Linked DNA regions of Sus scrofa: all the other regions are linked to region 1. Evidence: chromatin contacts called from public Hi-C and HiChIP or PLAC-seq data. All regions are on one chromosome and are shown on one strand. The core of a region is the stretch at or near the end of the contact, and the rest is flanking DNA. Distances in the headings are between cores, read along the strand shown.

What was found. Hi-C and Micro-C count contacts between places; a contact is called where the count stands out from the background. HiChIP or PLAC-seq counts read pairs in DNA pulled down with a chosen protein or histone mark.
Region 2: a Hi-C map of liver shows a contact between it and region 1, with 3 times the contacts expected there. The contact joins the promoter of PLEKHG2 here to the promoter of SERTAD1 in region 1. A contact is called at or near these places in 1 of 5 promoter capture datasets (liver), 2 of 47 Hi-C or Micro-C datasets (blood and liver) and 1 of 2 datasets of contacts at active chromatin or transcription factors (alveolar macrophages).
Region 3: a contact with region 1 is called in an H3K27ac HiChIP or PLAC-seq map of alveolar macrophages. The contact joins the promoter of HNRNPUL1 here to the promoter of SERTAD1 in region 1. A contact is called at or near these places in 1 of 5 promoter capture datasets (liver) and 1 of 2 datasets of contacts at active chromatin or transcription factors (alveolar macrophages).

What each region holds. Positions count from the first base shown.
Region 1 is chr6:48,700,415-48,704,950 of Sscrofa11.1, forward strand. It overlaps SERTAD1 (SERTA domain-containing protein 1), which reads right to left and starts at 2,034. Exons shown (of 2, transcript XM_003355914.3): 1 at 1,861-2,034.
Region 2 is chr6:48,067,711-48,072,246 of Sscrofa11.1, forward strand. PLEKHG2 (pleckstrin homology domain-containing family G member 2) reads left to right here and starts at 1,822. Exons shown (of 21, transcript XM_021094371.1): 1 at 1,822-2,671; 2 at 3,341-3,456; 3 at 4,261-4,529. The coding sequence starts at 3,354. TRNAI-UAU (a tRNA gene) reads right to left here and starts at 1,477; the gene lies at 1,385-1,477.
Region 3 is chr6:49,278,377-49,282,912 of Sscrofa11.1, forward strand. It overlaps HNRNPUL1 (heterogeneous nuclear ribonucleoprotein U-like protein 1), which reads left to right and starts at 1,920. Exons shown (of 17, transcript XM_021094416.1): 1 at 1,920-2,220. The coding sequence starts at 1,920.

The DNA.
Region 1 (4,536 bases), core at 784-3,283:
TTAGGGAAACTTTAGAATATGAATGATATTTGTATCTATTTCCAAGAGGTTTTGTTTGTTTGGTTTTGGTCTTTTTAGGGCCACACCAGCATTATATGGGAGTTCCCAGGGTAGGTATTGAATTGGAGCTGTAGCTGCTGGCCACATCCACAGCAATGCGGGATCCGAGCCTCATTTGTGACCTACACCACAGGTCACAGCAACCCTGGATCCTTACCCACTGAGCGAGGCCCAGGAGGGAACCCTCATCCTCATGGATAAGAGTTGGGTTTGTTACCCCTGAGCCATGACAGAAACTCCCCTAGAGGTGTTTTAAGGAATAAGTGAGATACGAAAAGAACTTACAACAGTGAATACGTATACAATAACTCCCATAAATAATACTATTAATATAACTATTATTTATTTCTTCAGTGAAACATGTAAAATGTCCAATAGTCTAAACTTTCTTTTAACCTGCGAGGCAGCTGTTTCACGTGCTTTAATCTAATATTTATTGGGGTGCCTACTAATAGTATCAGACAACCAATACATAAACAAATACAGGAAGTGTTAGAAGGTGCTAGGAAGATACCAAAAGGATCTGAGCATAGTCAGGGAAGGCTCCCCCTCCGAGGTGACTTTGACAATCTTTGTTTGTTTGTTGGCTGGGCCTGTGGCATGTTGAGGTGACATTTGAAATGAGCCCTTAAGTATGAGAAGGAAGTAGCCATGGAAGAACCTGGGGGAAGGCATTCCGGGAATAAAGGACAACCGCAAAGGCAAAGAAAGTCTTAGAGGCTGGAACAGCTTGAACTGAAAAAAAACTCTGAGGTCAGTACACAGGGCGACATGGGGGCAGGGAGGGAGAAGAGCGAGTTGGAGAGGAGGCAGAGGCAAGGAGCTTGGAGTTTATTGTGAGTGTGGTGGGCAGTCACTGAAGAGTTCTGAGCAGGGAAGAGAGTCGCGTTGTGGACTGATTAGGTTTCCAGAAGATCCCCTAGGCTGCTTTGGGGAGCAGGGACAGGGAGGGAGGCTGGAAGAGTGTGGCACTGCGATCCATTGGAGGCTTGGGGTGGGCGATGATGGTGACTTGGGAGTAAAAGGCGGTAGTGGCCATGGAAGGAAGTTGGTCGATTCAGGATTTATTTGAGAGGCAGAATGGACAGAGCTTGCCGGACAATCCTGATAGGCACAGGGGTCACCGAGAGAAGTTTGAGAACCCACACTTTGCCCGGGGTGGTGCCCTGGCCCAACCTGATTTTTTAAATCGGGCAGCCTGCAGGGTACAGTGGGTACTGGGATCCTTGCCTAGCAGGACTTTAAGACGGACCGCTCACACTACTCAAAACTGGGTCCTCTCTTCCTTCCCAGCCGACCCGGGAGTCCGGAACCGCAGGAATTCAGCCCCCACCCCCGACTCCTCCCCCGTGTTCCGGCGCCCCCTAGCGGCCCCAGGACGGCTTTCTTCCGGGGACTCCGGCTCCTCAGACCCCCCCGGACCCTTTATGCTGCCGCGCGGGACGTGAACGTTCCTGCCAGCCGCCCGGGACCGTGCGAGCCGGAATACCCAGAGAGCTGTTCTGCTCTCTCGGCCTCCGCTCGCTTCCGGAAGGCAGTGGAGGCGACTCCTCCCGAAGCGGCGGCGGCGGGGGCGGGTGAGTCACACAGCCGGAGCCAGAGAGCCGGCGCCTCCGCCCCCTTCCCGGGCTGCGGCGTGATTCACCCGGCCCGGCCGGGGCGGACGGCCCTTAGAGGCCCGTGCGTCTCGATTCCAGACAGCCCTGGTTCGCACCTGCCGGACGCAGGGATCGAACCTGCCAAAGGACCCCGCGGCCAGTACCCCTTCTTTCCCCTGGTTTCTTCCCTTCATTTACATACCCAGCTCACAAACTGCCAATCAGGACGAAGAGGGAGCCACCCGCAGCCAATCAGGAAGCGGTGGCGGCAGCATTGCTCGCTCACTCTCCTCCAGCAACCGGAGCCTGGCTTGAGAGACGGAGTTCTGACTCCAGCGCACGACTTCAGGCTCTCCACTCCTCTTAGCTACCGCCCACTCCCCTGGAGGCCCCGCCCTCCACTCAGGGATTGGTCCTAGATGGCGATGGGCGGGGCCTATAGGGGGCAGGTTCGAAAGGAGGGGAAGTGGTCTTCAGGGCGCATGTCCGGGCAGCTTCGTGAAGGAACCGGGGAGAGAAGGTGGGGTGGCTCTTTGCCCTGTGGGACGGTAGAGGGTGGCGTTTGTGTCTCTCCTTGTGCTGCCCCCTCACACCTACCCCCGGCCCCGCCAATTCCAGCAGTTGAACTTCTTACTCACCCAGCCCCAACAGGGGTCTACACTCTAAGCCAGATAGACCCGGGGTTCAAATTCTCACTCGATGCGAGAACTTGGAAAGACGCTTGACATCTCTGAGTCTGTTAAATGGGAGATCTTCTTGCCTAGCTCTTGAGAGTTAGTAAAATTAAAATAAGGTCGTCTCTGTAAAAGCACTATATCAGACGCTACAGATGCTGGGCAGGTGTACTCAATTGTGGTTACAGGAACTAGGAAGGGAGGGGTGGGATGTCCCTGGAGCCCCTTCTTGGGCTCCCTTCCCTAAGTAGCTGTGTGACTTTGCACAAATGTTTTAGTTTCTTAGGAGCATCTCCGTTTCCCCACCTCTAAAATCAGACAAATAGCATCTGGCTCAGAGGGTTGTTTTTTTTTTTTTTTTTTTTTTTTTTGTCTTTTGTTGTTGTTGTTGCTATTTCTTGGGCATATGGAGGTTCCCAGGCTAGGGGTCGAATCGGAGCTGTAGCCACTGGCCTACGCCAGAGCCACAGCAACGCAGGATCCGAGCCGCGTCTGCAACCTACACCACAGCTCACGGCAACGCTGGATCGTTAACCCACTGAGCAAGGGCAGGGATCGAACCCGCAACCTCATGGTTCCTAGTCGGATTCGTTAACCACTGCGCCACGACGGGAACTCCAGAGGGTTGTTTTAAGGATTAAAAAACAATTGGTGCAAAACGTTGGAAGTGGTGTGTGACAACGTGTCCTTTCGTAGTAATGGCTGTTGTGGTAATAGCACAGTTCAAGGGGAGACACGCCGGATGGGATGAAGGTAGACAGCAGTTTTATACTTGTTGGCTAAACTGACAATGGGTCTTACCTTCTTCAGTAGCTCGTTTGCTAACTCTTCAGGCCCTATGGGAAGAACTGTTTGTGAATAAAGCCCTTGACCAAAGTAAGCCATCAAAAATGCTAACTAGACTGGTTGATTCAGACAGCGATTATCAATGGATGCTCAATCTCAAGTGTCTAGATCCAACTCCAATTTCTAGGGAACAGAGAGTGAAAAATTAAACACGAAGGCAATCAGGCAAATACACAATGTAGGCTGCCTACAGCACCACAGGGTTATCCTATCAGAAATTCAACTTCAAGAAAACACAAGAAGGGATTGGGGGAGGTAGATATTTCAGAATACCAGAGACTATATAATTTCTTTATTAAAACCAAATAGGCATCTGAATCTGCATTCAATCATGATTGGGGGCTGGGGTGGGCAGAAACTCCTATGAGAGATATTCTTGAGAAAATTGAGGAAATTTGAACATAGACTGGATACTAGATGATATCGCGGAATTTTAAATTCTCTTAGATGTGAAATGGATTAATAAGTGAGCATCCTTAATCTAAAGAGATGCCTGGAGTTCCCATCGTGGCGCAGTGGTTAACGAATCCGACTAGGAACCAGGAAGTTGCGGGTTTGGTCCCTGCCCTTGCTCAGTGGGTTAACGATCCGGCGTTGCCGTGAGCTGTGGTGTAGGTTGCAGACGCGGCTTAGATCCCGCGTTGCTGGGGCTCTGGCGTAGGCCGGTGGCTACAGCTCCGATTCGACCCCTAGCCTGGGAACCTCCATATGCCGTGGGAGCAGCCCAAGAAATGGCAAAAAGACAAAAAAAAAAAAAAAAAAAAAAAGAGATGCCTGCTGAACTACTATATTAGGGGTAGAATGTCTCCAATTTACTCTCCTTTGGTTCAGAAAAAAAAAAGTACGTATACAGATACACAAATGAAGATAAAGGAGACAAAATGTTAAATCTAGATGGGAGAATATTCAGGTGCACAGAATACATGCGGTTTTTTCCCCATCTCTTCTATGTACTCGAAATTTTTACTAATAAAAAGGTGAAATGCTAATTACAACAAGATCCCTGCTAGGCAAATTCACATAATTTCTCTCACAACCTATTTTTTGGGCCTGGTAAAAAAGGAGTCTCCAGGTGGCTCTTTCCAGGTCATACAGGGAAGAAGAGCTCCTAGGAGTCTGAGGAGTTTGACTAATGTGTATTGAACACCTACTGTGTTGAGGTACAGTTGTAAACAATGAGGGTACATCACTGGCTATACCTCACAGAGTTTCTCTTCTCATGGATAAAGGGACAGCGTGGAAAGAAAAGAAATATGGAGGAGTTCCCGTCGTGGCGCAGTGGAAATGAATCTGACTGGGAACCATGAGGAGGGGGGTTCAATCCCTGGCCTCGCTCAGTGGGTTAAGGATCCTGCGTT
Region 2 (4,536 bases), core at 572-3,071, 630 kb before region 1:
AACCCAGAGACACTGGAGAGCGAGAGCAAGGCACGCAGACACTGAAAGAACAAGAAGTAACACGGTCTGGTCCTTCCCTTTGCAAAAACAGATTTTCTGCCCCTTCCAAACCAACCAACCAACCCTCACCTGAGAAAATGGCACCTACCACCAGGTACCAGTGCCAAACACCTGGGAAGCAGTCCTCTTAACACTCTTCATTCTCAAACCCTCACCCCAAAGAGCTGTAACAATGTACCCTCCTGCCTCCTCTGGTCCCTTCCCTGATCCTATCCAACATCATCTCCCACCTGAACCCCTTCCTTGTCTCCTGGCTCTGGTCCCTGCCCTGACTTTTCAACACTCCCCCTCTAGACAGCCAGAGGAAACCTGTCATGACACTTGAGTCAAATGGAATAAAAGCCAACGTCCTAAGTCCTCACCGGCTTACCCAGTCTGGCTCTCATCTTTGGTCCCTTTTGCTAGCTTCTACCGATACGTCTGACACGCTTCAGCCACTGGGCCTTTGCACAGGCTGTTCCTCTGCCTGGACTACTCCCCAGGTGTCCCAATAGCTCACTCCCCTCCTTCAGGTCTCTGCCCAAATGTGTCCTTAGTGAGATGGTCCCTGACTGCTATTGTTGCAACCCGCATCCTTCCTATGTTGCTCTACTTTTTCCATTACGTTTGTTGTTTATAACCACTTAACATATAAAATGGACTTAGATCTTTATAGCAATCTGCCTCCCCCACTAGAAAGTCAAATACTGGGGCAGAGACTTTGACTTTGTCTTGTTCACTGCTCTTATCACTCACACCTAAACTCTAAACAGAGACCAGACATACAAGGGTCACAAATTTCAGAATTTGTTAAAGTAAAAATAATAAATCGATTCGAAATGAGGAGGGACAGAGAAAACTCCAAGATACACATATACAAAATAGTACCTATGTGAGGTAATTGATGTTAACGGTTCTGGTAATTATTTCATACTTTATACACTATCTCAGGTTGTTATTTTGTACACCTTGGACTAATACAATGATATGCGGCGATTATATCTCGACAAAACTGGAGGGAAGAAATTCAAGACAGAGACAGATGGAGGAGAGAGTGTCACATACAGAGTTTGCAGAGGACACAAAAGTCTGGCATGTGCAGAAGTCTTGAACTGAGATTTGCAGACCCAGGCATCTAAGAGGCGATGCCACCCCCTGGTGACGATGAAGAGAACGGCACCTCCCACAATACAAAACACTCCCTTAGCGACCATCGTCAGAGTCCCAGGAGTCTTTCCAGTTTGAAAATTGCAAAGATCGAAACGTTCATTCCTCTAAGTGATGTAGGTGTTCGGCTCGATCAATAAGACATATAAATCTCTAAAATACTGATATGAAGAAAAGTTGCTCCAGGTGAGGATCGAACTCACAACCTCGGCATTGCTCCGCTTGCACTGCTATATAAGTACCGCGCGCTAACCGATTGCGCCACTGGAGCTTCGGCCGCACCCTCGCGTCCCGGGGTCCTTCAGTCGTTCTTGACCACGTGACCTCACTGGCTAGCTCCGCCTCATCTTTGCATATACAAATAGGAACCTTTGGGTTGGCCAATAGGAGAAAGCGCGTTACCAGTTCCGGATTCTCACGCCTCAAAGGCTCTTGCTGTAAAAGGGAAAAGTCTGAAAGGCGTTTGGAATGTGGGGGTGTAGCCTGCCTGGGACTCGCCTTCTTATGAATATTCAGAGCCTGGGGAGGAAGGGTCTTAACCCTTAGCTGGCTGGCCAGCCGGAAGGCGGCCCCTCCCCCTGCGGGCGGGAACAGGATATGAGCCCGGGCGGCTGGGGGGAGGGGAGGCCTCGGGCGACCGCCCCCTGCCCCACAGCTGAGACCGGACTATCCAGCCCTAGATGTGGCGCCGCCACCGTCCGAGACCCGTGCCACCCATCCTGGAGCCTGAGGGGTCCAGAGTCGCAGACTCCAACAGCCCGAAACTCTGCACCGCATCCCGAGAGACCCCCGAAGCCCAGGCCCCACCCAGCGTCCAAGCTTGAGGACCCCAGACATCCAGGTGCCCAGCGCCCCCTCCTGGAGAAGCCAGGAGTCCCCTTCAGCCCCGCGCGACCCTGTAGGCCCAGCTTCCTGCACTCAGTTTCGAAGAACTTAGGATCCCAGACCGGAGTTTCCCTCTAGAGTTTCCCAGAAAGCTAAGTCCAAGACTCCCCGGGTTGGAGGAACTTGGGATACGGACTCCTAGTGTCCTACCCAGCCTGTTTAGAGCTGAAGCGCCCACTACTTCAAGGGAAAGGGACCCTGGAATTTGGGGTTCCCTGCACTCCTGCCTAGAGATGGTTTAATTCCTGCTCTTAGAGTTAGGGGAACTCAGGAATACGGACTCCCCCCCAACCCACGAACCCATCTAGAAGGCTCAGGAATTTGGGTTCCCAGCACTACAATTTGAGATTCAAGAGTCGAGGCTCCCAGCATCTTCTGCTTAGAGGACCAAAGAAATTCGGACCACTACACCCCATTTTCGGAGAGATCCCGGAGTTTGTTCTCGGAACCTGAGAGCACGAAGTTCACACCTCGGACTTGCTGAGACGCGGGAGCCCCGGTTCTGCTCCTCCTCGGAGACCGTGCGAGGGTCGAATAGCAACCGGGCTGCCTTGCTCTGGGGCTGGAGACTCCCCGGGAGGTGAGGGGGAAGGCGAGGGGCCCCGACGGGCTGGGGGAGGGGGCGGCGCCGCTGCCGCTGAACAATGAGGGGGCGTGCCGGCGGGGGGCGAGCGGAGGCGCCAGCGGGAGTTGGGGGCTAGAGGGGTGTAGGGAGGCGCTGCGGGGGAGCTGCGGCGGTGGAGACAGTGAGCGGATCGCGCAGGGACCGGCCAGAGGGGGTCGAGGACTCGGGGCCAACCGCCCCAACTCGCAGCCCGCCCCAACTCGCAGCCCTCGGCGGGGGAGGGAGCCGTCTGCAGGACCCTGGCATCCGGTTCCCCAGCCTGCTCCGCCCTCCCCTGGGACCCCGCGGCCTCCCGCCCACGGCTTTTTCCCAGCCCTGCCCCTCGCCCTCGGCTGAAGCCGGAGCCCTAACGTTCCCAGGATCCTTGAGCCCCTGGCCCCAGACACACCAGACTCATAGCTTGGGCGACTCGTTAGGTCTTCTTTGTCTCACCCTTTCCATCTTTTTCTCAGTGGTAGCTCTCCTTGTTCCCTCTTTTTGTCACTTTGTCTCTGTCTCCCCCACTAGCTTCTCCCAGGGCCCCCTCCCTGGTCTTAGCCCACACTCCTAATTCTCACCGCTCCTCCGAGGGGGGGCAGGGAGGCCTATGGGGTCCCGATAGGCAAGAAAGGGGTTTTTCTGCAGAAGCCGCTCAGCCATGCCTGAGGGAGCCCGTGGACTGGGCTTGTCCAAACCCAGCCCTCGCCTCGGCCGCAGAGGTGAAGAGTGTGACTGTGCAGCCGTGTGTGAGACTCGGACAGGTGAGCCGTCGAGGGAGGGGTGGACCTCCCTTCTTTCATTCCAGGCCCTGTGGAGCCCTCTGGAGCTGGCCCGGTGCCGGGCAGGGCTGGCAACACAGGCTGATGGAGACAGCCCCAGCCCTGCATGTCCAGAGCTCCAAGTCTGGGGGGGGGTAGACCCACCCTTCCCCAGACTGTGTTAGTCAGCAAGGGGAGCCCCGTGCAGAGGATGCGGTGGCACAAGCCCAGGGGGCTGTGGGAACCCAGTCCGGGAGGTCAAGGGAGGCTTCCTGGAAGAGGGGACACCTAAACTGAAAATTGAAAGATGAGGAGGAGTGAGTTGAGAGAAGCAGGGAAGAGTATTCCGCACAGAAGGAACAGTGTGTGCGTGAGCACACAGGTGAGAGGCAGCTGCTTCTTTAAGTAACTGAAGAAGCTGAGTTTGACGCAGTCCGCAGTGTGGCCTGGGAAGGGAGCAGAGATGGGAAAGGTCGGTAATGGCCACCTTGCCCAGGGCCCTGTGGAGCTGAGGAGTTTGGACTTTATCCCGAGGGCAGGAATGGGCCTATACTTGTGAGAGTCACAGAGTCACACAGGCAGATTAGGAAGTTCTCCCAGGCTGACATGGGGAGCTGGATTCAAGGAATGGAGGCCAGCAGTCCAGAGAGGACCCTGCCGGCAGGGGACAGGGCTGGACCGGGCAGCACAGTGAGGGGAGAAGGGAGCCCATGGGAGAGATGGTGACCGGGGTGGGTGCGTGGGGGGGGCTGAGCGCACGTACTCAGTTGGGGAGACCCCCTGATCACCTGTTCCACACCTGAGCAGCCCCTGCACCCCCCGCCATGGCCTCACCCCGAGGTTCTGGGAGCTCCACGTCCCTGAGCACGGTGGGCTCCGAGGGAGACCCGGCCCCAGGGCCTGCCCCAGCCTGCCCCGCCTCCAGGCCAGAGCCCCTTCCAGGGCCCCCCATCCGCCTGCATCTGTCACCTGTGGGGAACCCCAGTTCGGCAAAACCCTCGCGGCTGGAGCGTGTGGCCCGTGAGATCGTGGAGACAGAGCGGGCCTATGTCCGGGACCTCCGCAGCATCGTGGAGGTGAGGC
Region 3 (4,536 bases), core at 670-3,169, 580 kb after region 1:
AAGCGTTCAGATTCACTTACAAACACAGGCACAGAGCGCCTCCGAAAATCTCGGGCCCACATAGGGACTCCTGCCAAGACAAGCCCACTATGTTTTGCACGCATCGCGGGTACACACCATCCTGGGTGTGTCCGGCAGCGGATGGAGGAACCCTTGGCAGCGCCCGGACGCCCCCGGGTGGTGACTCCTGAAAATCGAGAACAGTTCAATCCGGGCCATAAACTTTTCGAACAAATCATTGTGGGAAGCTGGGAGGAGAGAGGAAGTCGGACGTGGGCGAGGGGCGGGGTGTCTGGACTGGAACCTACGGGCCCACGTGAGTGTCTGTGCCGCTTCTGAGTGGGTGCTGTGTGTCTAGGTTGCTGTGGTGTAAGCCTGTAGTGTAACTGTCCCTTGTCTTTATGTTTTGATGCCTCCAGCTTGTGCCGACCTTAATAGGTACATCTACACTGCAGTTTGGTGTATTATCCCCAGAATTGATGCATCTGATCCTACACACACCATTTGTTTATCTGTATTGTGTGTGCGCCTTTGTCTACGTAGAGGGTGTGTGTGGCTTTTGTAGGCTTTAGGTATAGCCCAGTGAGCAGCGGGCATTTGCATTGTGCATATTGATAATGTACCTTACAGAAGGCTTGTTTTTTTGAGTTAGAGGCGACAGGTGGTGCAGGGTTAAACATAATGAAACTACGGCGTTTAGTAGCGCGAGGCTTAATCTGTGTATTGAGCTTGTCAATACAGACGCCAAACTAGCAAATCAGCATAGATGATTTGGGGTAGAGACCCCTGAGCTTTTGGAAGCCCTTCCGCATGGAAAGGGAATGACCGCGTACAGAGCGCCCATTCCACGTAAGATAGCAACCGGAGAGAAAGACGTCAGCGCAGCTATGATAATGGAAAGAGGGGCCCCGTGAGATGATCTATCAAAGGGGAGAGAGTGAGATTTCTTTCACAACTTTTTCCCCGTTGTTTGTCTCTGCTTTCAAACCTTCAGGACTCTCTGAAGCCAAAGAGCTGCTTTTCATAAAAGCAACTGAGTTTCTTCCAGACTAAGAACAATTTGTGTACCTAAATCTCTGTTTAGTATACTTCCCTCTACGGCGAAGTTTGTAAGGCGGTCCGTAACCAGAATAGCCAATCTGGCTAGGTTTTCCTAAAACGGTGCAACTGTACTAGCTTTACCGAGATAAGACAGGAACTACGATTGGTGGACAGATTGTTTTGAAACCGCCCTAACGGCAAGGGGAAGGTCCTTCGTGAATTCATCTCTTTCCGGTTTCCTAAAGGCAATCTTGAAAGGGGGCGGGGAGGAGTGGTTTGCGGACCCTCCATTTGATTGGTCCTAGTGGTTTTACCCGCTTGGACGCCTCCAGGGGCGGGAGATTTAGACCAATCAAGATATGTGTTACAGAGACACTAGTTTGATGAAAGGACCGCGCAGGAAAGGCCGTGGGGACCTCATTCTGAGATCTCACTGCTGATGGGTCCAGGTCTTTACTCCCTTTCCCTCATTTGACCCTACTGGAGCGGGCGCGCGAACGCTACCCAATCACCGCGCGCTCCGCCTCTCACCTTTTCCCGCCCTCCCGCTCCGGCTTCGGCATCGACGTAGGCCAACGCTTCCTCCCCGGTAGCTCCCAAGCCCTTTCAGTGCCGTTCTTTTGAAAGACACGCTCTGATTGGTCGAGTCTCTGGGCCCGCGCCCGTTGCTCCCATGCGGTGGCCAATTGGCACCCGTGTTGCATCGCACGGGGCCACGGAGGAGGGGGAGGTGGCGGCGGCGGCCATTTTGAGCCGCCGCCGCCATTGGAGTGGGGGCCCCCCCCTTTCCCCCTTCGCCTCCTGACAGGAAAGGTTTAAGGGGGACAGAGCCCTGGGAGGCCGGGCCGGGCTCGGGGGCCGCCCCGGGGGCCCGGGCCATGGATGTGCGCCGTCTGAAGGTGAACGAACTTCGCGAGGAACTGCAGCGCCGCGGCCTGGACACTCGTGGCCTCAAGGCCGAGCTTGCTGAGCGGCTGCAGGCGGCGCTGGAGGCCGAGGAGCCCGACGACGAGCGGGAGCTCGAGGCCGACGACGAACCGGGGCGACCTGGGCACAACAGCGAGGAGGTCGAGACCGAGGGGGGCTCCGAGCTGGAGGGGACCGCGCAGCCACCGCCGCCCGGGCTGCAGCTGCAGCCGCACCCGGAGCCCGGCGGCTACTCGGGGCCGGACGGACATTGTGAGAGTGCGCGGGGCGGGGGCCGGGGAGCCCGGAGTCCGGGCCGAGGAAGGGCTGTGGGACGCGGGAGTCCGGCGCCTGAGGTCGGGGAGACGATCTAAGGATCGGGGGATGCCTCTGCCCGTCGCTGAAAAGGATTTGGGGACAAGGCCCGCGGGACGACCGGAGGGCGAATCCTGGCATTCGGTGCAGGGGAGATCCTGGAATGGGGGGCGGGGGTCCTCGGTTTCGGAGATGAGGAAGGTCGGCGGGGGGGGGGGTTGTAAAGGGTTCCGCAGCCTAGGACTCGGAAACCGGAAGCTGTGGTTTCTGGACCCGAAGACAATCGGAAGAACAAGAGGTTTTCTATTTGGGGGGCTGAGGAGAGTCTTGGAAATGATGATCTTAGAGCTTGGGAGCTGTGCGAGCCCAGGCTATGAGCTAGGCGTTGAGAGCTTTGTTTTCTGGGCTGGAGAGTTTTGAGGATGGAGGATCCTGGAGTTTGCTCCTGAATGGGGGGCACAGGGACTTCTTATATTTGGTATTAGTGTGGGTTGTATGTAAGATGGGTGCTGGCGTCTGGCCGGGGAAGGTCCAATAGACTGTATGTTCTGGTGTTTGGCCTGGGAGCATTTAGGGGATGTGGGAGACCACCATGCGATTGTACTGTGAGGGACTCAGATGCAGGACTAGAAGGCCAACCCGTAGGCAGGGACAACCTGGGCATTTGGTTCTGGCAATTTGGGGACTTTCTGATTGACTTCCAGAGGCGGTATATGGAACCTTGGTGTACAGAGGCTGGTGGCAGAGAGAAGGATGCCTCCCTGGGTGAGGAACCAGGAGGTCTAGAGCTGGAAAGGCTCTGAGGACAGATAATGCAGTGGCTACTGCTGAATGGTTTTAGATTAACAGTATCTGTCGTTTGGAGAACAAGTGTAGCTGGGGGTGGGGTGCAGAAGATAACAAATTGGTGAAGTTTTGAAGTGGATGGAGTATCTGGGGGATAGAGAACCTTGTGTCCAGCAAGGAGTATGTAGCTGGTCCAGTAACTACTACAGGGGAGGGGAGAGTGTGTAGGATATGGAGGGTGAAAGGAAACCTGTTGACTTGGCTGCCAGCCTCGGGGTGGAGTGGGGGAAGTGTTGGGGGGGGGTGGCTGATCATCTCCACGAGAGGGCATGTTGGTCCCCAGAAGCAGTTATTTGTGTACCCAGGGATTGGAGGAGCCTCAAGGGGTAGCAGGGAACCTCTACATCAGCCACAAGATATGACCCTGCAGAGAGAGGATGGAGTAGATGTGTGATTTTCTGGAGAGGAGACCCTGGTATGGGAGGGACTGAATCTGGAGTTAGAAAAGGGTGGTTTTCTAGCAGGACTGGCAGTGGGGATCAGAGTGGTAAAAATTAAGTAGAAAGGATTCTGGCATCCAGAGTTTGTGTTATTTCTCTGAAAAGAAAGTACTTTGAGCTATGGGGTTAAGGAAATGAGAGCTGAGGAGTCGGGGAAGACACTAGTATTTACCTGTTGAAGAGAGATGGGATCTCTCCTGGAGCAGGGCAATGTGTAGATTTGGGGTGGGGGGCAGTTGTCTGGGACCCAGGTACTGGGGAGGGTACTTCCCCATGCAGAGACCTGTGACAAAAGGAGGAGTGGGCCAGCGTGCCTGCCTAGGGCAAGTGAGCCCCTGCCAGGAATGCCTAGGAAGAAGGGCCAGTGGCTGGAGGTATCTGCAGAGGAAAGTGAAGTGCTTTAGAGGACAGGCTCTAGACTCAGATTTTCTTTCAAATCTGGCTCCATGGCTTGGGCAAGTCACTTCACCTCTGTGAGCCCTGGTTTCCTTGTGTGTAAAATTGGGATAATAATAGTGTCTCCAGTGTTGTTATGAATGAGATCACATGTGTAAGAGGCTTAGCACTGGGCCTGCCTATTATTAGGAAGTGGATGTTTTAGAGAGCAGAGAAGGGCCCCAGAATCATAGCTTCTCTGGGCGAGGCTTCCTCTGTGAGCACAGAAGAGAGTCTCAGATGTGAGGCTTTTATGGCAAGAAGAATACTGTGCTTAGCGCCTGGAAGAAACAAAATAGTTTGAAAGGGCCCCCTGTGTTTGTTCTACTTAAGGAGTTATTCTATGTCTTCTTTCTCCTCTACTCCTTAAAACAAAATCCTTTGAGCCCCTTTTATGCCCTCTTCCAACCCTTTCTTCAGCCCTGGTAAACAGACCTATGGCAAACCACGTGATCTGTGACTTTCCTCCCTTTGGGCTGCACCTGGTTTGTACCCAGATATATTTGTCCTCTGAGAAAGGATCCAATCAGTTAGCAAGCAGAATAGTCTCCTT